2 separate regions of the Mus musculus genome follow, and region 2 is linked to region 1. A link is a contact called in public Hi-C data. All regions are on one chromosome and are shown on one strand. Each heading gives the region's core, a stretch centred on a gene start, on an enhancer-like site or on the middle of the called end of the contact. The rest is flanking DNA. Distances are from core to core; before and after follow the strand shown.

What was found. Hi-C and Micro-C count contacts between places; a contact is called where the count stands out from the background.
Region 2: a contact with region 1 is called in a Hi-C map of rod photoreceptor, with 5 times the contacts expected there. The contact joins two enhancer-like sites. A contact is called at or near these places in 2 of 15 datasets of contacts at CTCF or cohesin (large pre-B cells and pro-B cells), 15 of 484 Hi-C or Micro-C datasets (3T3-L1-derived adipocytes, the HPC-7 cell line, cerebral cortex and 8 more) and 1 of 115 datasets of contacts at active chromatin or transcription factors (astrocytes).

Annotation. Positions count from the first base shown.
Region 1 is chr2:101,904,032-101,910,524 of GRCm38.p6, forward strand. No RefSeq gene overlaps it. Among named protein-coding and RNA genes, the nearest start is that of Commd9, 21 kb to the left of the region's middle. Within about 2 kb of position 1,955, at least 70 of the 459 cell types and tissues checked have an H3K27ac peak or open chromatin away from gene starts, as enhancers often do. A contact at or near this core is called in the HPC-7 cell line and rod photoreceptor, where this site is marked.
Region 2 is chr2:103,013,929-103,020,019 of GRCm38.p6, forward strand. No RefSeq gene overlaps it. Among named protein-coding and RNA genes, the nearest start is that of Pdhx, 57 kb to the right of the region's middle. Within about 2 kb of position 3,578, at least 18 of the 459 cell types and tissues checked have an H3K27ac peak or open chromatin away from gene starts, as enhancers often do. A contact at or near this core is called in the HPC-7 cell line and rod photoreceptor, where this site is marked.

The DNA.
Region 1 (6,493 bases), core at 705-3,204:
CCTTTCCCTGCCAGGATCAACAGAGCCCCTGGGCTTTGACAGTGAGGCACCCAGAGCTCACGAGCTGCTTCAAACCACCCAGACCCCAGAGGTTGAAAAAGGAGATCAGGGCATTGAGCCAACCCCGTGCCTCTTCCTGTGTCTGCCCATGCCGCTGGATGAGGCTGTGTTGGAGTGTGTATGTGCATGTGGAGGCTGGAGCTTCCTCAGGAACTATCCAGCTCGTTTTCCGAGACGCGGTCTTGGATCATCCTTGAACATGCAAGGCAGATGGGCCAGTGAGTTTCAGGCATCTTCTTCTCTCTTCCCAGCTCTGGGATCACAAGCATGTGCCACCACCCCAGCTTCTTTACTTGAATTCTGGGGATCTAAAACCAGGTCCTTTACTATCTGAGCCATCTCCCCAACGCTGCCGATTCAGTAGCGGAAGAAAGTTTGTGATTTCCCACAGGTGACCTAAGTTTGCCTTGAGTGTGGTGACTTCCAACCCTCCTAGATCAGCCCTGCCGGCTGCCTCTGTGGATCCTGATCGTTGTCCTTTGCCTTCCGTTTCTGATGATTTTCAGTGTGAAGACAAATGGACACCCGAGTGAGCCACTCAGTGAGGTCTCTGCACACACACAGGCCCCCTGCCCAGGCACTGCTAGTCAAGCTCTCTGGCCTGCTGTTCACAAACTTCCAAGATGTGAGTCCAGTGTGGTGAGAATGTTACCACAAGCAAGGAACTCTTATTAGTTATCATTCCTTTTACATTCGTTTCTTTTGTTTCTGTTTAATTTTGTTTGTTTGTTTGTTTTGGATTTTCAAGACAGGGTTTCTCTGTATAATCTTGGCTGTCCTGGAACTCTCTTTAACTACCAGGAGGATAGCTCTGTGTGTGTGTGTGTGTGTGTGTGTTTTAAAATGATGGACTTAGTTTTATGTACATTGGTGCTTTGTCTTCATGCATGTCTGTGTGAGGGTGTCAGATTCTTTGGAACTGGAGTTACAGACAGTTGTGAGCTGCCATGTGGTTGCTGGGAATTAAACCCAGGTCCTCTGGAAGAGCAGCCTGTGCTCTTAACCACTGAGTGACCTCTCCAACCCCTTATGCTCTAATCTAGAAGCTATTGGCCGTCTAGAACTTTGAAGGTTTTCAAGCCATTAACCTGTTTTCAGCCTGTATCCACCGACTTCCAATCCTGATAATTCCTGAACATTCTTTTTGTTTGGTTGGTTTGTTTTTTGGTTTTTGGTTTTTTGTTTGTTTGTTTGTTTGTTTTGTTTTGTTTTGTTTTTCGAGACAGGGTTTCTCTGGCTGTCCTGGAACTCACTCTGTAGACCAGGCTGGCCCGGAACTCAGAAATCCGCCCGCCTCTGCCTCCGGAGGGCTGGGATTAAATGCGTGCGTCACCACGCCTGGCTCCTGAACATTCTTAACTGCATACTGATGACCTTTATACAATCCGATCTTCTTTGGTGCTCACATTTCTATGGTTTAATTCCCCCCACCTCTTTTTAAAGCAGTTTTGAGAAAAGAAAAAAAATTGCTAACGGCAGTAGTACAGGGATGGTGCCAGAGGACCCTAATCTCCACAGAGAGAGTTTGCAGGCCCTGAATGCTTGGGAAAGGCCCGAGTGGGCTTTCTCCCTCTGCCTGATCTTCCCCATTGTTTCTGTGGTCCTGCCGAATGCCTGCCTTTCTCCAGCCTCGTCCCACAGCCTGAGTACCCGGATGATGGGCAGTTCCTGTCGGTACCGAGTTTCCAGCTATAAAGTGATAGCCTGTCTCTGGGATTCATTTCATAAAAGATGTCACTGGTCACGAGGTCTTACTATCTTCTGAGGTGACTCAAAAAAACTAACTATAAGGCCTAAAATCCAAACAGGAAGGCAATCGCCGCCTGCTGCTCGGCTAGCTGCAGCTGGAACTTGCATGATAAGCCCAGCAGATGGCGCACTTGTTCTCTCGATCTCATCTGTCTTAGTAATGAAAACAAAGACCGGGAAAGGTGAGGTGGCAGCAGACCTCTCCCAGAGCCCGGGCTAGGGAGAGGCTACCTGTAAAAGAGGCCCTCAGATCCAGGCCTGTTATCTCGTTATCTCCTCAGGGCAGCAAAGGTTGGAAGAAGGAGAAGTGGTAGCAGGGACAGACTCCCAGGGACCCCTTTCAGGACTTTTCCCCTAATGCCCCGATGCATCTGCCACAGGCTAGTAAATCCAAGAATCTGTACCTTTGGACCGGCCAGACACAGCTTCGCCAAACAAGGTTTGTGCGCGGCAACCACAGGTCCAGGATTCAGCCAGCAGAGAACTTTCTGTACCATGGGTGGATAGTGGAGGCAGGATGCAGGTCTAGGGCTGCTTGAACTAAATCTCGATTTCTTCATCTGTATAAGAAAGAGATTAAGCTTAACTCTTCCTGACAGCACTGCTTGGAGGAGGTTAATTATGTATGAAGGTATCTGAGTCGGGGAGGGTGCCCATCCATGGCGGGTACATGTCTGCTCTGCGTGCTGCCTCTTCTAGGTAAGGCCCTGTGCAGAATGCCCCAGTTCTGGTGTGAAGGGGGTTTGCTGTGTTCTGACCCCCACCCCCATGGCTGGTGAGGAGCCCAGGTAACTTTCTGGACTTCCTTGCTTCGGGCTCAACAGCTTTCTCCTATTTCTGTTTTCTCCTCCTCCTCCTCCTCCTCCTCCTCCTCCTCCTCCTTCCTCCTTCCTCCTCCCCGTCCTCCTCCTCCTCCTCCTCCTTCTCCTCCTCCTCCTCCTTCTCCTCCTCCTCCTCCTTCTCCTCCTCCTCCTCCTTCTCCTCCTTCTCCTCCTCCTCCTTCTCCTCCTTCTCCTCCTCCTCCTCCTCCTCCCCCTCCTCCCCCTCCTCCCCCTCCTCCTCCTTCTTCCTGCTGCTCCCACTGTCTGACTAGAGTCTAATGGCATTCCCCTGCCCCAAATTCTTAATGGCTCCTTAATGCCCCAGAATGAAGGCTAAACTCAGAATTGATACTCAATGTCCTTCATAACCAGCTTTCCACCTACATTTTAAGCTTTTGGAACAAAATTGAAGAAATTGACTTAAATCTGAATTAACAGGGTAGAGTTCTGAGGATGGAGGGAATAGAAGTTGTTGGTAACAGGCATGGACGGGTCTGGCTACCAAGAATGGAGTCCCCCCTACTTCTCATATTATGTATTTTTTTTCTCTTGTTCTCTTACTGTGTCAGAAAGTGTCTTGCTATATAGTTCAGGCCAGCTTCAAATTCATGATTCTCCTGCCTCAGCTTCCTCTGAGGGTGTGGTGACCTGTCCTCTTGATGTGCCTTTCCTTAAGCACAGAGTCTAGGTTTTGCTAATTATTTTGTCCCTAGCAGCTAAGACAGTGTCTGCAGTTATAGATGCTCAGTCAGTACTCACTGGAATGCATGCGAGCATGAATGACTGAGAATGAATGAATGAATGAATGTCCTGAATGTGCCAAAGGTTGACTAAGCAACTATCCCCAGTGTTCACTAGCTCCTGGCCTTTTCTAACCTGAGAAGCAGAATGGGGTGGGGGAGGGGCATTAGAACAGTGCAGCCAAAAGCAAGAAACCAGAGCATTCTTGATCTAGCAACAGGGGGACGTCGTGATGACAAGGACTACAACTGTTGTGCCCACAGCCTCTTAGAACACTCCATCCTAAACCTCCCAGGAAGGTCAACCTGACTGTAGGGCTCTGGTCAGTCAGAGGGTGTGCTTGTCCAGCCATCTGTTTCCCAGGATACCATTTCCCTAGCACAGATGGCACCCGGACCTTCCTCACTGTGTCAGCGAGCTGCGGAGGACCCAGCATTGCTGAGGCTCAGCCTGGTCTCTTTCGACCCCGTTTTCTCCATCACTCGCCTCCCCTCCACCCTCCATATGGCTGCCTCACTTCGGTGTCCTCCCAAAAGAACTCCTCCTTCTGTCTGGCTGCTTAGCACCTCACAGATGGGAATCTAGAACATTTGGGAGAGGTTAAAAAGCAGTTTCAAACTGTCTGTTTTCTTTTTCTCAAGCTGGGGATTGAACCCAGGGCCTTGCATGTTTGACAGGTGGTCTACTGCTGAACTCTAACCCCGGCCCCCAGTGCCCTTGTCATTGCTTAGGAGGGCATCTGTTTCCCTGTCACCATCCCAGGAATCCTTTTCTCACCTGGAATCCTGGACCGGCCTCTAATGGGGCTGCCTGCTTTTTCTCCCCAAATTCAGCCTTTCCAGTCAGCCTGAAGCAGGACAGACTTGTGAGCAGAAGAGGAAGGGAACAGAGGCTCAGCCAGGAGTCCTGTTGGAGTTTCACAGCAGCTGACGGTTAAGAACTCCAGGATAATTAAAGATTGTCTATGTAGAGACAATATTCCTTTTATATGAAGGCATCTCAAATGAGAATGTTAAAACATCGATAAATCATACTTAAGATCTACTGACCTTGGATGGCCCTATTCCTTTCCTATAGGAGAACTTGCAGGGTTTTTTTTTAGGAATATCACAAGAATCTCCACTTACCATAAAAGGCATATCAGGCCCCTCTGTGCAGCCCTTGTGACCCATGGTTTCTAAACAGACTACGGTTCTTTCCAAGGGACCTCTAGAGCAGCCCTATAATCTCATGGATTAAATAGGAAGAAACAGCGTGGGGGAGGGTTCTTCTTTGTTGTTGTTGTTGTTGTTGTTGTTGTTGTTTTCTCGAGACAGGGTTTCTCTGTGTAGCCCTGGTTGTCCTGGAACTCACTCTGTAGACCAGGCTGGCCTCGAACATAGAGATCCACCTTCCTCTGCCTCCTGAGTGCTGGATTAAAGGCGTGCACTACCACGGCCCAATCAACGGGGGAGAGGCATTCTCAGCAGCCCTTTGTGGTGTAACTGAGAGCTACCCAAACGATCTAAGTGATAAGACATTTGTGTGTGACTCTCCCTTGAGAGGCTCACACTCACACTTGAGTCTGTCCACCCCCGCACGCGCGTTCCTCTTTTTAATCACCCCTATATATAAACCCCTGTGAAACAGCTTCCTAGTAAAATCCAGCTCCACCTCACGTCGGCTCATCCTGAGATTCTTTTCCGGGGCTAAGGCAAGAATCCTAGCATTGTCTGAGTACAAGACCGAATTGCTAGGGTAGCATCTTAGGTGGGACTGTGTCCCTGGCCCCTGCCCACACTGCCACCCACAAGCCAGGCTTCTTTATCTTAGTAAACTACAGCCTCCGCTTTTTTCCTAGTAAGTGCAGAACAGCTTCCTGCCACCTCCTTCCCTGCCACAGCCTTACCCTCAACTCTGTTTAATGCATGAGCACACCCCAATGGTCCTCTATCTCCTAATATACTCTGCTTGGCCCATTCTTCTTTATCTATGTCCCCATGCTGTCACAGCACAAAGACATCCATCAGCCTCTGGCTCCCAATATCGTTGCTTCCCACCGCTTCACTCCCCTGCCTCTGTCAGTTCCAAGGCATCTCTGTATTTCCAGTCGCAGAGCCTTGGTGCGCCCCATGCCCACCCCCACACTGCACCTGGACACCCTCTCCTGCTCTTCACAAGAGCGGCTTCCTGTCATGTTTCAGGCTATCCTGGAAGACCACTTCCTCAGAGAAGCCCCAAAGCAGCTCCCTCCGAAGACAGTTCCTCTATGGATTTCCAGCCCCTGTTTTTTCCCCCCATCCTAAAATAAAATTATATTAATTCAACGAGTTCACGTGTATTGTAAGTCGTTCCTCGTGTTCACTGTATGTCTTCTTCTTGGATGTTCCAGGTGGCCAAGAGGCTTGGTTTGTTCACAATGGGCCTACAAAGCCAAGCATTGGCTCTGCCCCAGAAAGTCTCATAGAGAACCCTTGTTACATGCAGGTAATACGTGACAGAAGATGCACTGTGCCATCTGTCACTGCTCTGCAGGGGCTCTCCGTTATCCAAATTCCATCTGACCTCTTAGTATTTCTGCAGGACCTCACCTGGGTTCACTTTCCGGATCCCCTTTCTAGGTGCTTTGCAAATCAGTCGAGAGGGAAAAGCTTACAGGACCATGGGTGCCACGGTGCAGTCAAGGGGTGAGCAAAAAGGGTGTGGGGCAGGTTGGTTTGTTTCTAATGACCCCAGGCAATGCCTTCACTCTATGATATTCGAGTTTCTATGAAGCCATACGAGAAATTGAATTCTGAATCAAGGAGGCAAGAGAAGCTCCAGGACAGAAGCAGCTGCTCTTAGAGTCTTGGTAACCGAGAGGCTTGGTGACTTAGCAGGGCCAGTCTGTACTGATTCCCAGCAGAAACAAGTTCTCTGAGAACAGGGGTGAGTCGCATACTGATGGTCAACTTGCTGGAATTTAGAATCCTGACAGAAACAGCCTGGGTGGGTCAGTGAGGAAGGTTCTGGACTGGGTTGGTTGATTGAGGAAGACCCACCCTAAATAAACATGAGTGGCGTTGTCCCATGGGCTGGCACCTTAGGGTGAATAAAAGGAAGGCAAGCTGAGCACAGCATTCATCTCTCTCTGCCTCCTGACC
Region 2 (6,091 bases), core at 2,328-4,827, 1.1 Mb after region 1:
AAAAAATAAATGTAAAAAAAGAAAAACAAACAAACAAAAACCCCCAAACCTTAATTTTCACTTGCTTAGACAGATTTGCTCAGAGATGAAAACCCAGTAATTATGACTGCTTAAAAACAAATGTAAGCTGGGGTGTTACTGTAACCCCAGAACCCAGGAGGAGGAAGATAGACTGGGCTACTTAGTGAGTTGGTCTCAAAAAAATAATCACACACCCCTAAACCAAACAGACAAACACACAAAAGCAAAGAAAAAATTACAAAAGTTTAACAGATTGTTTCTTGAGAAAAAATAATAGAATAATATATATATATTAATATATATATTAACAATATATATATTAATTAGGGTTATGTACTGGCTAGTTTTGTGTCAACTTGACACAGCTGGAGTTATCACAGAGAAAGCAGCTTCAGTTGAGGAAATGCCTCCATGAGATCCAACTCTAAGGCATTTTCTCAATTAGTGATCAAGGGGGAAAGGCCCCTTGTGGGTGGTGCCATCCCTGGGCTGGCAGTCTTGCTTCTATAAGAGAGCAGGCTGAGCAAGCCAGGAGAGGCAAGCCAGTAAAGAACATCCCTCCATGGCCTCTGCATCAGCTCCTGCTTCCTGACCTGCTTGAGTTCCAGTCCTGACTTCCTTGCTGATGAGCAGCAGTATGGAAGTGTAAGTTGAATAAACCCTTTCCTCCCCAACTTGTTTCTTGGTCATGATGTTTGTGCAGGAATAGAAACCCTGACTAAGACAGGTTAGGCTAGGGCTAGGATATATATATTTCCCTAATCAATTTAGAGGTTAGAGAAGAGGTAGGACAATAGAGAAAGTAAAACGAATTTCAATTAAATCAAGAAGGAGGAATGCTTATTCCTAAATGAATCCACCTTTCTTTAGGCTTCTGACCTGGCCAAGAATATTTTCATTGTAATTGTATGGCATAAAACATTTTGACCCTGGAATTTAAGTTATTGAACAGGTACAAGACAAGGTCTTGGAAAACAAACTGGTATATTTGGTTACTAAAATTAAAGAAACAAGAAAAGTGTGGGATGGGGGGTTATTGTAACTAGTAATTAAATAACCTGCCTCAAGTGTCACCTCCCCTATAAAATCTCCTCCTTCCTTGCACAGCGCTCTGATTACAGAACTTGCTAAATTGTCTCCATAAATACTGCTTGCTATTTAAGTTGACCTCAGTTAAGGGCTTCGGCTAGACACAAAGATGTTCACAAATGCTGAATGAAGAATGTCTTTTAACATCCACATTATACTTATCATTTGACAAATGTCAGGTCATTTACTATGTTGAAACAAATGACATTTATTTGTTATTCCCCCATTAGTAGGCTGTCTTATTCTTTTCTTGTTGCTAAAATAAACTATTGTGACCAAAATGATTTAAGGAAGGAAAGTGTTACTTGGTTCACGGATCCCAGGTTATATCCAGCATTGCAGGGATGATGCATCAGAAGGGACTCGGAAAGACTGGTCATACGATGTCTTAGTCAGTGTTCTGTTGCTAAGAAGAGACACCATGGCCAAGTCAACTCTTATGATGGAAAGCATTCAACTGGGGGCTTGCTTACAGTTTTAGAGGTTTAGTCCATTATCATCAATGGTGGAAGTAGTTGGCATGCAACAGGCAGCCACGGAGCAATAGCTGAGTGCTATATCCTGATCTATAGGCAGAGAGACTATGATGCTGAGCCTGGCACAGACTTTTGAAACCTTAAAAGCCATTCCCAGTGACAACAAAGCCACATTTCCTAATCCTAGTTCTATCGAAGAGTTCCACTCCCCGGTGACAAAGCATTCAAATATATTAGCCTGTGGGGCCACTCTTCTTCAAACCATAACAGGTGACACCCACAGTCAAGGGCACAGTGCGAGAAACTAATGCATGCTAGTGGTCAGTTTGCTCTTTTTCATTCAGTTTAAGACCTAGCTTATGAAAGGTTGGGTTAGAGTGGGGTCTTTCCACCTCAGTGAACCAACTACAGAAATGAGGCATATCCACGGAGCTGAGTCCCTCATTGAGACTCCCTTCCCAGATAATTCTAAACCATTTCAAGTTGACAAAATCATCACATCTACAATGGGATAGATCCGCAAACATTTTACCATTATGTCTTACTTCAAATTAATGACATTTCACTTCTCTGCATCACCACCAGTCACTCAGCCTTAAATTTACCCTTAAATTCTTCTGCCTGCTTTACAAATCTCAAGTGTCTTATCTGTCATTTCTCCTTTACAATAAACATGAGGCTAAACTTCAATGGAAGACAGCAAGATGACTGCAGAGTCCAGCTGCTGCATGACTCATTAGTAGAGAAAGTGATGCTGGTTCTGCAAAGCCCTGGAAGGCAACCCTCACTTGGCCTGGTAATCACCCACTAATGCTCTGCCCAATACACACACCATGTGCTCCAGGCCTCCTGCCCTCACCTGTGTCCTGGAGGACTGCTTACTTATTTGGTGGCTATGCATATATCTGGTCTGGGTAAGTCAATGAACTCTGTAATCTGCTATTAGCCCTTGACTAAGATTGGAGGCTAATGTAGTTATTCATATAGAAGACAGGAGCAACTGGGATTGAAACTAAGGTAACTATTTTTGAGTTCTGAACATGGAGCAGAATTCAAAACTAAAATGCTCTTTATTAAATTTATGTTTTAATTACTTTTCCTTCTGGAGACAGAACAGGATGGTACCTACTGTGAGACCCAGATTGGCCTGCAAGTCATGATCCTCTTGCCACCTCTTCCCGAATGCTGCATGCTATTCTGTCTGGATGAGTTTGTTTGCTGTTACTCTCCTCTTGTTGTCCAGGATGGTCTCTAATATGTGCACTCCAGTGATCTTCCCGCATCTGTTCCTCTGCAGCTGGGACCACACACAAGTACCATCGGCTTATCGATATATTTTATTCCTAGAGGCACCAAGCCCTAAATCAATGGTTCTCAAACTGTGGGTCATAGATCCTTTGGGGATCACAATTCAGATATCATGCATATCAGATATTTATATTATGATTCATAACAGTAGCAGGAGTAAAGTTATTAAATAGCAATGAAGTAACTTCATGGTTGGGGGTTGGTCACAACCTAATAAAATGTCGCAGCATTAGGAAGATTAAGAACTACCTCCTTAAATGTTTTACGCTTCAGTTTTATTAAGGCTGTCACTGGGAGTTATATGTAAGTCATGACTCTTGATTTTAGTACTTCACAGATGTATTTTTAATGGAAACAAACCAAAAATCCCTCAGTACCTCATGTGCAATCTAACCAGGACACAGAAAGGAACTACAAAGAAAATACGAGCCAAGTGTACATGTTTTTATTTGTATGTTGTACTTAAACTTTTTATAGGTCTCACTGTACATGAAGTGACATCGCTGAAGAACTTCAGTAGAACGAGCTCAGCCAATGTCCACCTGAGAATGTTGTGTGTAATGTTGTTAAAGCTTTGTACCACATGGATATAGGCTCAATCCCAGATGCAGCTCTTAGAGCTTAGCTCAGTTCATGTAGTCTCTGAGTCTGTACACGTTATCTAAGACTATAAAGGAGGGCTGCTATAAAGCAAGATACACCTCCCACACAGAACTGAAGAGATGATGTAAGATAAGCAGTTGCCACACAGAGGATCTTTCCCCTCCTCCATAGATAAGAATTATTAAGACACAGGATAAGCTTACTGCCAAAAGCCTAGTAATTTTAAACTAGGCTGACACTAGGCAGAAAATACTCCTCCTGATGAGCAAGCATGCAGATTAAATGAATTCTTAGAAAAGGATGTTCCCACAGAGCAGAAGCTAAGGCACTGGGAGGGGTGATCATCTACCAAGCTCTATCCTGTAGCTTCCTGATAAGTAGTATTCTCTGCCAAGCGGACTGAGGGGCCACGGATAGAAAGTAAGTGGGGCCAAGAGGTGGTGGTGCACACCTTTAATCCCAGCACTAGGGAGGCAGAGGTAGGTAGATCTGAGTTTGAGGTCTGCCTGGTCTACAAAGGGAGTTCCTGGATAACCAGGGCTACATACATTGAGACCCTATACAAAGTTTAAGTGTAACATACACATAAAAACTTAACCTTGTGTCCAGTTTATGCTTTATAAAGGCTTGACTAATGTGTATCTCATTTGGCCACAACAGACAAATCTTTAAAGATCTACTTGTCTGTGACAAGAATAACTATGAATCTCATAAAGAAAAAAATTTAAATACATTTAGATGAGAAAATCTTGACTGATCGTCCTAATGTTCTCTCAACTTTTAACAGAAACCTATATTTCCCTTAAACTTATGTCCTTGGTGGTATAGTTTAAATCAAGGAGCATTGACAATACTCACTTTCTCAGAAAGAAAAAGGTGGCTCAGAGTTGGAAAATCAGGGAAGTGACTTCTAATTTGTGAAAATAAACTATATGATCAAAGACACAAACTAACAGTAACTTTCCAAAGTTCATCTGCAAACGACTTTAGCAAATTTCAATTAAGGGTGCTTAAGAAATGGTTCAGTGGTTAGCTGCTCTTGCAAAGGTCCCAAGATCAGTTCTCAGCACTCACATGGCTGCTCACAAGTGCCCGAAACTCCAGTTCCAGGCAATCCAATGGCCTTTTCTGGCCTCTGTGGGCACCAAATATGTTTATCTAAACTATTTTTAATTAAAGAGGCTCCTCATTGTTCTATAACTTAGAAGATAAACTACTTTGTTCCAATTGCCTCCTTCCAAAACCAATGCAGATGCCAGAAAGGCAAATAACCATGCAGAACTATTCAAAATGTCTTTATGAGACGATCACTCTTTTATTTACAAGTTTAGATGTGTCCTGAAACCATGCTACTTGCTGTATCACATATAAGCACCTCACTCCTCTTCAAGTGGCAATAGTGAGCCTCCAGAAACTGTCCTGGAGGGAATTCCACTCATCTTATGGCGCTGTCTCGAAAGCACACGCCTACCTTGCATTCACAACACACATACAGCAGCCTGGCATGGAGGACACACTTCCTTGTCCTTCTTCATTAAAAGCCCTGAGGTAATGGCGATCCAGAGTCAGTCATACTTCAGTTAGTATAAACCCTGCAGCTGTTTCCTGCTGCCCCACATCCTTTGTTGTAACCCACTTGGAATCATGGCCAGATTAATTTTAAAGTCTTTCTGTATTGTTACTCCCTTCTAAAAATCCAGTGCTTCCCATTCATAGCACTTGTTTCAAGTGTAATTTTTAATCTGCATAAGTTCATTTCTTCACTTTGCGAAGGGAGCCCGCGTCCATCATGACACAACCTTGTCATGAGAACAGAATGTCTTTGAAAGCTGAGACCGAAAGCCATGCAGTTTCTCTATTTGGATGACAATATATTAACTCATAGCACCACCTACCTTTCAAAGTAGGGAAACAAGGCTTCTTTTCCAGAACTTATGTTTTGCTTAAACAATTACTGGTAAAGGTAGGTTCAGAGTGCAAATAAGTAAAAAACAAAAGAAAAAGAAAAAGTTCCATTCGATATTATGTGAACACTCTTAACAGTATTTATAAATTACTTGGCAATGTTTCATTCAAGTCTGGTCAGCAGCACCCAGACATTTTTAATGTGACAGAAAATAGTGGACAAACTCATTTTTAGCTACTAAGTAGGAAGTGTAGTTAAAGAAACCAGCCCATTCTGACTAACAGAGGTAACTGTTCATTAATACTTCCATGACTAATGGTTAAACACTAAGATGAATGATGCTTTTCCCTCATAATTCATGCTTAGGTTGTTTTCCTTGTCTCAGTATATTTGCCTGTTATAAACAGAGTGTGGTGGTGGACAGTCTTGCTGATGCACACATGGCTCACACCATGTATCCACACTCCTTCAAATCAAGATCATTCCTTGACCTCATGCTGCAATAGGATTATTTCCATAAATGACAATTTGCTTACAGGAATCTAATTGCTAGAGATGCTAGAGGAATTATTTTTGATCAAACGGGGAAAGCTTCTACACTGCTTATTAACTATCACAGAAACCATGAGAGGGAGGCAACTAGGTTTGTGTTGCCCACGAACTGAAATAAATGGCTTCAGATAAACAG